Regions from separate parts of the Mus musculus genome. Here all the other regions are linked to region 3. A link is a contact called in public Hi-C and promoter capture Hi-C data. All regions are on one chromosome and are shown on one strand. The core of a region is the stretch at or near the end of the contact, and the rest is flanking DNA. Distances in the headings are between cores, read along the strand shown.

Region 1 (4,795 bases), core at 1,951-4,450, about 10 Mb after region 3:
TTTTGCAAGGGTTGCCCAAAACCATCAGGAAACAGATATTTACATTACAAGTCAAAATCACAGCAAATTAATTACAATTAAGTAATTACAATTAAGTAGCAACGAGAATAATTTTATTTTTTAAGTATTTATTTATTTATTTTTGGGTTTTTTGAGACAGGGTTTCTCTGTGCTGTCCTGGAACTCACTCTGTAGACCAGGCTGGCCTTGAACTCAGAAATCCGCCTGCCTTTGCCTCCCAAGTGCTGGGATTAAAGGCGTGCGCCACCACTGCCCGGCAGGAATAATTTTATAGTCAAGAGTTAACACAATATGAGGAACTGTAGTAAGAGGCCGCAGCGTTAGCAAGGCTAAGAACCACTAGTTTAAATCTTAGAGGCAGGTAGTTGGTTTAAATTGTTTCCACTAAGCAGGGCCTAAGAGGTAGAGGAAGGCAGATCTCTGAGTTTGAGGCCTACAAAGAGTTTTGGGTCAATCAGGGTTGCACAGTGAGACGCTGACTCAAGAATAAAATAAAGTGCCGGGCGGGCGTGGTGGCACATGCCTTTAATCCCAGCACTCGGGAGGCAGAGGCAGGTGGATTTCTGAGTTTGAGGCCAGCCTGGCCTACAAAGTGAGTTCCAGGACAGCCAGGACTACACAGAGAAACCCTGTCTCGAGAAACCAAAAAAAAAAAAAGAATAAAATAAAGTAAAACTTGTCTCCAAAAAAGTTCATCTTGAAGGCATTTAAGAAAGCCATTGGGGTCGGGGTGGGGTGGGGGCTTTGATCAGGGCGTAAAGTAAATAAATTAATTAATGAGAAAAAAAAGGCCTTTCAGTCAGCATCCCTGCTTTACACCAGGGAAATAGCAGAAACCTTAACTACTCACCCCTATTGCATTGACGTGACACCACGAGTTGCTAGTGACTTTTTCATAAGGTTTTTCGTGTGTGAGGCTTTAGGTTCTTTAAAACCAGACCTTCGAAGCCCATGCAAGGTCTTGAAAAATCCATTGCATTGCCAAGAATGATCCTGAATTCCTGATCTTTCTGCCTTCACCTCCCAAGTGGGGCACCACACCTAGCAGTTTATTGGATTGGAAGGGAGGATTGTGGCTCTTTTGGCTTTGAGACTTTCTGAGAGTCTTTTAAAAACTTGTGAGTTTTTAAAAGACTGGTTTTTATCCAGCCAGCCTGGATGACATGGCTGGATCCTGGCTCCAGTTAAAATTTTAAAAGAACTGAGGATGTAGGTCCACTCAGTGGCGGAACACTGTCTAATATGCAAAGGCTCTGGGTACAATCTACATTGTTCAGTATGCAATGGCTCTGAGTTCAATGCCCAGCTCTGGATGGAGAAAAAAAAAAAAAAGAAAGAAACTATCTATTTGAACCAGCTGTGGTGGCATACACCTATGAATGACCACACCAATCTGTGAAGTTAAATAAGAGGATTAGCCAAGAACTTGAGGCTATCCTGGGCTACAAAGCAAGCACCAACATACCAACTAGGGTTACATAGAGAGAACCTATCTCAAAATATATTTTGGGTTTTTTTTTGTATGTGTGTGAATCTCTGATCTGACACAAAATAAGCTTTTAATATTGCCTGAACCAGAAGTTAATGCTTTGCATAAAGTGGAGCAAACATGAATTAACAGCATTATTCCAAGGGAAATACCCGAGTACAGGGCTTAGTGTGCAGAGGAGACCAACCTGCACTTCTGCCTGCACACACACAAACACACACAAGTATGTTAAGTCCCCAAAGCAGGCCCCCAAACGGCAGTGCTGACGGCACTATTTTAAAGTGATGGTCTGGACCCCACCAGACCTTGCTAGGAAACAGACTTAAAGCATTTCTCAGAAGCCCTTAACAGCTGGCTGAAGGCTCCTGGCTGTATCTGTCAGTCTCCTCCCTGCCCAACAGAGTTCTCATGCTAACCACCGGGATTTTCTGAGCTGGCCCCACTCCAGCCATATAAGTCCCTAAAACCTAGCAAGGCTTTGCTGCTGGGAGCTGTCTTCTACTGTTCTTAGTGGTGGCCTGGCAGTTGGTTTTGTTTTGTTTTGTTTTGTTTTGTTTTTGAGACAGGGTTTCTCTGTGTAGCCCTGGCTGTCCTGGAACTCACTCTGTAGACCAGGCTGGCCTCGAACTCAGAAATCCACCTGCCTCTGCCTCCCGAGTGCTGGAATTAAAGGCGTGCGCCACCACGCCCGGCTTCTGGCAGTTTTTAATAGACCGTTCTTTCTCTCCTTGGAGAGCTGAAGGGTTGGGTGGGTTTTTGTTGCATCTATTTACAAAACACACAATTCAAAACGAACCATACATATATATTACATATGCTGTGTAAGAATAAGCGTGTTTATATGTGTTTGTATATATGTTTGTACACAAGTATGTAAATAGATATGTAAATTTACTTATTTATACCAGGTGGGATGTAACTGAGCACTGAGAGTATGGAGACAGGATGGCAAATTCAGTACCCGTCGGGACTATATATGGAGAGCCTTTCTCAGGAAACAACAACAACAACAACAACACACACACACACACACACACACACACACACGCGCGCGCCGGTCCTTGTTTGATTTTTTTTTCTATTTGATGTAACTTTTTGACCTTGAGATTTAAAAAAAAAAAAACAAAACTGCGGGGCGTGGTGGCGCATGCCTTTAATCCCAGCACTCGGGAGGCAGAGGCAGGCAGATTTCTGAGTTTGAGGCCAGCCTGGTCTACAGAGCGAGTTCCAGGACAGCCAGGGCTGCACAGAGAAACCCTGCCTTGAAAAACAAAAAAACAAAAAAACAAAAAAACAAAAAACAAAAAACAAAAAACAAAAAAAAAAAACAAACAAAAAAAGCGGTCCATCCGTCTCTTCTGCTGTTTTTTTGTTTTTGTTTTTGTTTTTGAGACAGGGTTTCTCTGTGTAGCCCTGGCTGTCCTGGAACTCGCTCTGTAGACCAGGCTGGCCTCGAGCTCAGAAATCCGCCTGCCTCTGCCTCCCAAGTGCCGGGATTAAAGGCGTGCGCCACCACGCCCGGCCTCTTCTGCTGTTTTGAGAAACCCACCTGAAAAAGCCATTTTCCCCCACTGATCTGCGCGGCCTAGGTGCATTTTCGTGAAGGAGCCGCTAGATGGCGATCTAGAAGGAGGGCTCAAAGCAGCGTCTGCCAAGCCTCTCTTCATAAAGTCCGGCGGCGGAAGAGGAAGCGGCACGTGCGGCGCTCTACGGTGGCCGGGGAGGCTGCTGCAGCTTCCTTACTCCTAAATACCTAAGCACCCCGGGAAGGTGCGGCGACAGTGGTTTTTGTAGTCGCAGCTCCGAGAAGGGCGTCCGGCCAGCCGGCACCATGGTGAAGGAGCAGTTCCGCGAGACGGATGTGGCTAAGAAAATGTAAGGACGCCCCCGAAGGGGTGGGGGTGAGGTGGAGGCTGAGGTCCCGGGTCCCAGAGTGTCCCAGGAGAGGGACAGTTGTTAAGGGAGCGAAGAAAAAAGTTCCAGGATGGGATTTCAGATCCTGGGGTGGGGGGTGGGGGATCCGTGAGGTATAGCGGGGAAAGTGCAATGGACGGAACAGTGTCAGAACGGGCATTCTGGGCGAAGATGCCACCTCCTGAATCCCTGCGCTGATTACTCTCAGCGGACCTCTTCCTCTGGCACGAGGACACAGTTGTGTGCTGACTCAAGGTTGTCAGCTAGAAAGTGGCAGGCTCAGAAACCAAGCTGCTCTTCTGGGCTCTCTGTTTCAAAGCTTAATTATTAAGCCCTGGTTGTTTGATTTTTTTTTTTTTTGGCGGGGGGGGGGGAGGCTAAGGCGGATCTTTTTGCTTCTTCAACTTACATAAGAGAATGTACTGAGGACAGTGTTGTGCACTAAAGGTCCCGCAGAATGCAGTCTTTCTGCTTGGTCTGTTGTAGAGTAGACAAATCAGCCATGATTGTGGCAAATGCAACGACCAGCAGAGAGGAGACTGAGAGCACCAAGTAATGAATAAGTCTGGGCTCGGTGCAGACCAGGCTCCTTTTAAAACACGTACTGGAGGGACAAGGTAGACTGATAGACGTGAAGCAGGGGACTTACACTATGTGAGTCTTGCAAGGCGTGTCAGACTTTTGGAGTGTTTGGCCAGGACAGAGTTTGAGGCCATGGCAGGGATCTAGACTGGCAATGATGGTGACTTGAGCTGGGTCCAGGGCTCTGAGGTGGATGTGGGGACTTTGGAGAGAAGTGAACTTAAAGGGGCATAGGGCATAAAATGGAAGAGAGAAGCAGAGACAGAGGTAAGAAAAATGAGACTGGAGGAACTCTGTGTTACTGTTCACTGGGACAGGTGTCACCTGGGTGACCTCCGACTGTTCTCAGTCCACCATCTCAGTCCTTCACACGCACCCTATTCACATGAAAGGATCCTCACACAGCAGCCCAGGGATGCAGAGCCACAAGCCAATAGTTATGCCACTCAGGCCAAGGCAGGCAGTCAGGAGTTTGAAGCTAGCCCAAGCTACAGAGCAAGACCCTTCATTTCAGATGCAAACTAGATCTCTGTCACCTGGATCTTCCAGCAGCTCTTGGTAATGCTGACACTTGATTCCCTCCTAAATCCCAAGCCCTGGCCCCTGCAGGCCTTACTGGGCTCATCTTGTACCCTTAGCTGTCTGTGCCGCTTGCCTGTGATTCTCTGGTGATGCCCAGTGCCTGTGGGCCAAGGAATCTTTACCTTCTGCTTCCTATCTTCATTCTCCTATTTGCTCTGTCTGACTTAGAATTCAGCTGGAAGATCACCTTTGCAGAGAGGTGTTCTG
Region 2 (4,394 bases), core at 276-2,775, about 11 Mb before region 3:
TGACAGGTTACATCCTGAGAGCAAGACAACTTGCCCTACTGACCTGTTTCCACAAAGTAAACATTAACAGTGAAGACTGTCTGTTCTTGAAGTAAGAGCAAGATTGGAGATTGTTTTCTCAAGATAGGATGGGTTTATAAAATGAATTTTTTTTTCAATTTAAGAGAATGGTCTGAGGTGACAGAGTGCCTCAGCTATAAAACAGGATTTCTATGAAGTTACAGCTGACCTTGACCAAACTCATCAGTCAGCCACAGTCCAAATAATCTCTGCTGGGGCAGCCTGTTCCCCAAAATGAACTGCCTTTTAATAAAACAGATAATTCCAGGAAAGGTACATCATAGACCGACACATAGCTCTATGGCTGCAAGAATTTCATTTCCAAGCCACCCACTTGCCTCTATAAAGGGCCCCAGCTAGTTTACTCCCTTCTAAGACACCCATTTCCCTCCGGAGAGTGTCTTTCCTTCTTTGTTTGAAATAAACTGTCCATCTGTTGAGGTCAGACTCTGGTCTCTGTCTTCTCTTTACTCTGTCTTGGAAGTCTAACATAACAGAGCCTCCGTGTCTCCCTGAAACCAGGAAGTGAGTTACAGAATCAGAGTTATACTAAAAACAAAAACCAAACCAAACTTGGGAAGGCTTAAAAGCCATAGAATTACTAGAGACCGTCCGGTGCAACGATCTCCTACTTATAGCAAGGAATAAGACAAATAGATAAAGGAGATTAAGTGACTTGCCTGGAGGTGGCAAAGCTGAGTTTAGAACCTAGGTTTTTGTTTTTTTTTTTTTCCTCTTTCAGTCTAATAATCTACCACACAAGGCTGGCAAGACCAGTTAGTTATAACCAAGGTACATCGAATGCGCACAGACTGTGGGAAAAGACTAAGACATAGGGACTTGGTTTCCATCCAAGGCCTTACTGCACTACAGAAAGAACAGGAAGCATAAGGACAAGAGGGCAAGCAATCTAAAGAACTGGCACAGTGACTCTAGGACGCCAGTTTTGTAAGTGGGAGTGGTCGTGCCCAGGTGAGCAGCAGGCGTAGAGGTGGGGTGCCTTCTGTATGAATGGGCTGAAGGTTGGGAAAGGGCCAAACCAGGTGACCGAGCAGGTCTTTCGGATGCTGAAAGCAGGCCTAAAGCCAGGAACGTGAGCTAGCAACTTCCAGGGCCCCTCTGGGCATACAGCTGAATCACCCACGGGGCTCATGACCCGAAAGTGTAAAGATGAGTGGGCGAGAGCCTCACTGCGGCTGGCATCCAGGGGCGTGGAAGCGAGGGGGCGGAGCCACTGCGTCGAAAGTCGTGAGGCAGGGGCTCCACGGATGCCGAGACCGCCGCGACCCCGTCTGACCCCCGCTTCCAGGCGCGGAAGACTACGTACAGCCTAGCGCCAAACGGGAGCTCCAGCAGAGTCCTCGGGCCTTCCGGGGAGGCGCGCGCGGCTGGGGGCGGGGCCCCTGTGGCCCCGCCCACGCAGGGCTGCGTAACAATGGGGCGGGCCCCGGAACGGCGCTGCGGCGGCCGGGGGCCGGCGGGGAGGCGGAGTCGCCTCGGCCGCAGCTGCTGCCCTGCTCGGGATTTGAAAGATTATAAAGTCCGGGCCGAGAGGGCGGCGGCGTCGGATGCGCGTGTGGCGGAAGCGCCGGCGGCATGAACTACCCGGGCCGCGGCGCCCCACGGAGCCCCGAGCGTAACGGCCGCGGCGGCGGTGCCTGGGAGCTGGGCTCGGACGCGGCGGGCGTGTTCGGCGGCGGCGGCTGCTGCTTCGAGCACCAGCCGGGCGACAGCGTGCCGCTGTCGCTGCTGCGCGCCGAGCCGCTGCACCTGGCACCGGGCGCCGACGACCTGAGCCACCTGGCTCTGGACCCGTGCCTCAGCGACGAGACCTACGACTTCAGCTCGGCCGAGTCCGGCTCGTCGTTGCGCTACTACAGCGAGGGCGAGAGCGCGGGCGGCGGCAGCTCTTCTTCGCCTCCGCCGCCGCTCGTCGCCCAGAACTCGGGGGGCGGCGGGGCGGCGGGAGGGGGCCCCGGGGACAGGAAGCGCGCCCGGCCCGGCGGCGCAGCCGCCCGGCACCGCTACGAGGTGGTGACGGAGCTGGGCCCCGAGGAGGTGCGCTGGTTCTACAAGGAAGACAAGAAGACCTGGAAGCCCTTCATCGGCTACGACTCTCTGCGCATCGAGCTCGCCTTCCGGACCCTGCTGCAGACCACGGGCGCCCAGGCCCGGGCGGCGGGCCGCGATGGAGACCGGGTGTGTGGCCCAAGCTCCAGCTTCGGGGAGGAAGACGAGGAGGACAGCGCCTGCGGCTTCTGCCCGCGCGCGGCGGGGCCTGAGCCGGAGATGGAGGAGCTGGTGACCATCGAGCCGGTGTGCGTGCGCGGCGGCCTCTACGAGGTGGATGTCACTCAAGGAGAGTGCTACCCGGTGTACTGGAACCGTAAGTGGCTGGCCAGGGGCGGGCCAGGCTCGGCGCGCGCTGGACGGCGTTTGGGGGTTCGGTTGCCCCCGCGATGCCTGCCTCGGGTTAGGATGCAGGTTGCGCGGGGTGCCTCGGCAGGTGAAGGGTAAAAGAGCAGATGGCAGCGCCCAAGCTGCTAGCGGGGTCAGGAGGGGAGGATTCCGCCGGGGATTGTGCCTCCTGGGTGAGTAGAGTGCTGCTGCCATCCCCTGGAGGGTATCCAGGAACGGATCCCCAAGCCAGTAGCTTTAGTTTCTTGACCGTACCAGGGGCTTTGTCCACCTGGATATCTGATTCGGTCTCGTGTCTCCTGAAGCTCCTGTGATTTAAATAACATGTCCTGGAGTGAGTGGAAATGCTTGAGTGTTTTTATGAGAATCAACAGTTCAGCTTAAAACCTGAGAAGAGAAAAGCCCTGACGGGAAAGGAGAGTTACAATGTGTTATTCACAGTGGATGTGTTGGGCACAAGAGGAAAGAACTGCAGGAAGTGGCAGTGCGAAGTGGGTCCGTACCCTCTGTATAGAATGTTTTCATATCTCTTGGGTCCTTTTTACATATTTTTACTTTTGCTTCTTAACCTAGAAAAATTGCACGACCTCGGTTTTCACATCTGTTAAATGGGACTGTCATAAAGGTCTGAACGATGCTTTAGGCAACACGGGTAGGTTTAAAATCAGAATGAGGAAGGGTAATCCATAATCTGACGTGGCATGCAGCAGTTATTAATATATATGATATGTAGTAGTAACAAGTTATTGGCCATCAATAATTTGTACCATACAGTATTAACTTTATGGGCTTCAGTGCCCTTACTCAAATGTCTTTTCCTGATCTTTTGGCCCTCTATACATCTTATATTATTTATTCTGATCTATATTAATTATGTGTATTGATGGCTTAGCTTCCTTTCGGTTTATTTAGTAGCTTCTGGTCAGAGTCCACCACCTTTATCTTTGTACTCATAAAGCAGGTATTCGATGACTTGGTACCGAATTGCATCAGTGATTCTGATAATGCTAAAGCATGCATGCATTAGGTGCAAGTAACTATGATGGCAGATTCAGCACATTCCAAGTCAGGTATAGGTAGCATAGCAGGAAATTTCTTGCTACTCTTCAGGACAATAAAGGCAATAAAGGTTGTTAGTTTTTTAAAGATGAGACTCATATGGACTCTGTTAGGTCACCTCTTGATTATAAACTCACTGAGGACGGACTTAGTAGTTGTATGTGCTAGCACAGTACCTCTGTGCACATTGTTTGGAAACCCATGTCTTTCAGAGGCTTCCCATCCCATTTCTTTTTAAATGATCCACACATCACCATGGGTCTTTCCTGCAGATAAAAACACAGAACTTAGTGGACCCAGAAAGCAAGGTCAGAGGGGCTGGAGAGATGGGTCAGCAGGTAAGAACACCGAGGGCTCTTCCAGAAGACCCTGGTTCAAATCCCAGCCCCCATACTCCCCATGGCAGCTCACATCTGTCTGTAACACCATGATCTGACACCCTCACACGGACATACATGCAGGCCAAACACCAGTGCACATAAAGTAAAAACAATAAATATCAAAGGGAGCAGGGGAGTGAGAGCATAGAGCATCCTGGAAAGGGGGGCTGGAGAGTAAAGCTGTCTCTCCCTTAGCTTAGCCTTAGAGTGCTTGCACTAGACTGACAAGTTTAACACCTTACTCTGCTCACAAAGTAATTTTCACTGTGGAGCAAATTGATGTTGACTTTCATCCTACAAGGATGTAGCCTCAGTGTTATTAATGAACTTGACCAAGGTCACGCAGCTAGAAAGTGATGCAGTAAGCAGTAGTGAGGGAACACAGTGCCGTATGTATTTCACCCATCCAAAGGGACGCACAGGCCACCGTGGATGTAAGACTGAGTCTGCAGGAGTCAGAGGAAGCACGGGGATTAG
Region 3 (4,386 bases), core at 1,612-4,111:
CACAAAAGTAGCTTTAAAAAGGCCTTCTTGGCTTATAGGAACATCAAAACTTACCTGAAGTTAGCAACTTAGTGCAACTACTTTTGTTTGCGTTGTCTTCTGGAATTCTACTTATGCTCTTCTCTTTCCCAATTAAAGTATCCTCCACAAGTAAGCATCTGTCGGAAGCAAAACTGTCTTCACCCACCACATGACTACATTTGCTATTAGCTTCAAATACAGAAGTGACTTCTTCCAGCTGAGCAGCCTCACTAGATTCTGAGTAAGATGAACCCTTACCCTGGGCTAAATTTTTTGAAGAAACAGGTAGAGACTCATCATCACTATCAAAACCAAAGGGATCTCCAGTATCTTCTTCTTCTACTTTAGGTTTCTTCGGAATTTCTTGAATATCTGGTTTGAAATTGGGCCTCTTCTGCCCTAATTTAGCCATAAATGTGGTCTCACCCCATTTTGTACTAAGAGTAGTCCGTTTGTTGGAAAAAACTTCATCAAATTTTGAACTGCCATTTCCTCCTTTCCTACTGTAAGTTTTTCCAAATCTGGATGTCATTTTGACACCTGTTTCATATTCCCTGTGAAAAGAAATTTAAGAAAATATAATCAGCAAATTTTTAACAAGTTTTAAGCACTCTATAAAAATAAGACCCTAGGACTTCCTTATATAGTTTTCAACATTCAGCACACAAACTTTGAAACTAGTCTGAATAAGTGAGCTGAAGAGGTTCGTTTTCCATCCTTTACTTCCATACATCAGGTTTGGTGGTGTTTTGGCTTGTTTTTACAATAAGGACATATTCATATGAAACTTACAATGTTTAAAAAAAAAAAGCTTACTACTAACCAACTCACAATGCAATACCTACAAATCTAACTTAAAACATGCAAATTCCATATCTTCATACACAACTTAATCAGAATAGTGTAAACACCCAAAAACAAAATCTTTAGTCACAATATATTAAGTTTTCCAGGATCTAAACAATGTCAGTTGGCCAAACTTAGTTCTTTGACATTTTTACAGCTCCTCATAAAGGGTTAGAAAAACTTATTTTCTCATAGAGTACAATCTGTAGCTTCTACCCAAGCTTAAAGATTCTGATTCTTAGACTAAAGTGATTTTAACTGACTTTAAAAAGCTCCTTCAATGGTCATCTCCCTAAACTCAAGAAACCATTCTTCTACTTCCTGTATCTCATTGCTGAGTAACATCTTTCTGAAGTTGGAGAACTCCATTTTACAAAGGTACATGATTTATTATTATAAAATAGAAATATATAGCCTTGATTTTCCTCTTCAATTTACAAACTCATTTACCTGATTTACCCAAAAATATACTGAAAAAATTTTACAAGAAAAGTCAAAAAAAAAAATCAAACACTTTAAAAAATATAAGGTATAGTGCTTTTATAGCACAATCAATCATTATCCATTTCTTAACACTTTGGCCTTCTGCAGTTTAAATATCAATTTATCAATTCTAGGGGGAAGGTAAGCAATTACTTAAGGGCTTGGAAAATCTTCATTACTTGGAAACTTACAATAAGAATAATATTTAACTTATATTTTCAAATATTTTTGAGCTACACTTTTAGTATTTCTATTAAGTTCTTATAACTTAACGAATCACTATCCAATTTAGTTCAGCAAATATTCAGAAGACAACTCACCACCACCCTAATGTTTGAAAGGAAAACAACTCTGATCAGATAAAATAATAATTTAGTCATCGTACACATCTGTGCTAAAAGAAATTTTAGCTTTCCTCAGAGAGTTTCCATTTTGTAGTTCTGAACACTAACAAGCTTCATTGTCTTTCTTGTTAAGTATAGCCTATTAAACAAAACCAAGTGTAATTGGGCAGCTGCCAAAGGCAAGAAAAGTCATTTCTTTAAGCTGACTACAGACACGCAGACCTACACACATATATACATTCCAACAAAGTTGGAATGTTTTGGGCACACATACATGGCAATCATCTAAAAATGCTGACTAAAGCCAAAAAAAAAAAAAAATCTAGACTTGATCTTCTTTATGACATCTGAAAAACTCACCGTAAAAAACAGTAAAGCATTCACTGTGCAAGATTAAGATCTGCAAATGAATATATGATACTGAGCTAAGTAATAAGACAACTGTATTTTTAAAAGATCACGTCTCAGAAATATTCGCTGATGTATTAACATCATTAAATATTGATGAAATATCAGTGATTTTTTTAATATTAAGGAATGGGGAGCGTACTGATTAGAAAATATGGTTGAGTTATTATGTACAGAATCCAGGAGATATGAGTACAAGAGTTACGTGATTGCTTTTACTGTTTTCCATAACGTCCATTTTAAAAAGTCAGCAGACTACTGCGATGGCATTATCTAAGCTTAACATATGTACAAATTCAGCATATATATTTGGCATGACGTTTTACGCACATTTCAGACACACTATCTTGTTCTGGCTTCAAATTTCACCAACAGTCCTAACTAAAAAGGAAAAGAAGGTTCACAACTGATTGTTTTCGATTTGGGAGGCCTTCGCTTCATCCCAAAGCCCAGCTGACTTTTGATGGAAGTGCACTGCGATTTAAATTAGGGAAAGGGTATACAAAACAACCAACCAACCTCCTTACACTGAAGCTGTAAAGAAACCTAGCCACTTCCAGGAAAGACACCCAAGGTAATGCATTAGGGGGGCTTCAATAAAGAGAGGAGAGTGGAATGGGCAAACAGAAACCCTCACCTGAGGCTGCGAGTGCGCCCGGAGGCTGGAGCCGAGACACCCCTCGGGCTGGACACTCACGCAACTTTTCTCCTCCCAACCCCCACAGCCTAGGAAAGGGATGTCGCTTCGGACGCCCCGGAAGCTTCTGCTACCGAGTCCCCGAAGCAAGGCCTCTCGGTGACGGCTAGAGGCGGAGGAGACGACGGGGAAAAAGAATTCGGGACTCAAATCAACCGGACCGGGTTTGGAAAAGAGAAGTCAAATCAAGTAGCCGGAGAAGAACTCAAAAGGCAAAATTAAGAGGTGGGAAGGGAAAGAGTTTCTTGCGATCCTCCGGTGCCCAACTTCCTTAGAAGCCAGGTGAGCAACGAGCCTCGCGCCGCCCCTGCCGCCTCCACCCGCCCCAACTCACTCCGGGCCTAGGCAGCCGCCCGAGACCTCACTTACCCTCGGCGCCTGGCGGGTGCTTTGGCCTCGGGCCGCCTCCGCCTCTCCGGCTCCCAACGGCCCGCGGGCGGGCGCGGGAGCCCCGCGCGAGAGACCAGTGCCGACCGGTGCCACCGAGAGGGGCGAGGGGCTCTGCTGCCGTCACAGTCCGCGGCTCCGCTTCGGTAAATAGGAAGCTCGGGCGACAGGGGGGGTGGGGGGTGAGCGGCGGCCCCGCAACTTCCCTCCCCACCTCAGGCGCGCCGGCCGGACAGGGCCTAGGCCTCCCTGGCGGCCGCCGCCGGTGCCGAGCCCGCTACGTGCCCCCGCTGGGCCGCCGCCGCCTTCTGCGCCGCCGCCTCCGCCGGTGAATGGTCAGCGCTGGAGTTTGAACAGGGCCCTGAACCATCTCAACGCCATTTGCGCTCCCGGCCCCCCACCTCCTTCCTCCAACAGCCGCTCGCTCCGTCACTCCGCTTCCCACAGGCCCCGCGCGGCCGCCCGACTCCGCAGCCAATCGTACGGCCTCTTACTCAAACCGCCGCGCAGGCGCCGCGCCCCGCACGCGCCGGCTACCACCATTGGTCGGACCGCGTGGCCCGACGGGAGTTGTAGTTCTCTCTTCCGCAAGGTCCTGGTGTCTAAAGCCCGGTTCCGGAGCTGGCGAACGGTATAGGTTCTGGCTAAGGGCCTGCTGGACTTCACCGACTCCGGAGCCAGTCCCAGTTCCTAGCCACGCGACGAGACGCAGGTGCAGCGCGGGAAGGCTCGCGGCACAGTGCAGGCAGCTGTGTCAATCGTTTCCCCTCCAGGGACCCTCCGGTGTCTAGGGACAGAGACTTGTGCAGCTGCGCCGAGCCTGCTGGGCCACCGCCCGGACCTTGGAGGCGGGGAACTTGGGGCCGCCTTTGACCTGGTCTGACGGTGCGAGAGAGCCAACGCAGGTAAACGAGCAGCGAAACCTGGAGCAGTCGGGTGCTGGTCTCCTCGCAGCCGGGATCCGCTTCAGCCGGCCACTTCATCCTCTCTCTCCTTTCTTGTTCAGTCCCCACTACGGAGTTCTGTCCCCTACCTGTTAGCAATGACACCCCACACCCCCACCCCACCCCCGCTCCCCGAGTATTTTATGTTACTAAGGAATTATCGTCATCCTTATCGAACGTGCTTACGGTAATGTGGCTTTAAATTTAAAACACACACACACACACACACACACACTAAAGTGTTGATAGGTAAAAT

The links. Promoter capture Hi-C pulls out the DNA fragments that hold promoters and counts their contacts. Hi-C and Micro-C count contacts between places; a contact is called where the count stands out from the background.
Region 1: a promoter capture Hi-C map of pre-B cells shows a contact between it and region 3, with 2.5 times the contacts expected there. The contact joins the promoter of Polr3a here to the promoter of 5830448L01Rik in region 3.
Region 2: a contact with region 3 is called in a Hi-C map of CD4 T cells, with 8 times the contacts expected there. The contact joins the promoter of Ddhd1 here to the promoter of 5830448L01Rik in region 3.

Annotation. Positions count from the first base shown.
Region 1 is chr14:24,485,463-24,490,257 of GRCm38.p6, reverse strand. It overlaps Polr3a (polymerase (RNA) III (DNA directed) polypeptide A), which reads left to right and starts at 3,200. Exons shown (of 31, transcript NM_001081247.2): 1 at 3,200-3,385. The coding sequence starts at 3,342.
Region 2 is chr14:45,655,274-45,659,667 of GRCm38.p6, reverse strand. It overlaps Ddhd1 (DDHD domain containing 1), which reads left to right and starts at 1,525. Exons shown (of 14, transcript NM_001042719.2): 1 at 1,525-2,446. The coding sequence starts at 1,657. Mir5131 (microRNA 5131) reads left to right here and starts at 1,615; the gene lies at 1,615-1,707.
Region 3 is chr14:34,673,143-34,677,528 of GRCm38.p6, reverse strand. It overlaps 5830448L01Rik (RIKEN cDNA 5830448L01 gene), which reads left to right and starts at 2,861. Exons shown (of 1, transcript NR_165636.1): 1 at 2,861-4,386. Wapl (WAPL cohesin release factor) reads right to left here and starts at 3,601. Exons shown (of 19, transcript NM_001004436.4): 1 at 3,169-3,601; 2 at 55-575. The coding sequence starts at 553.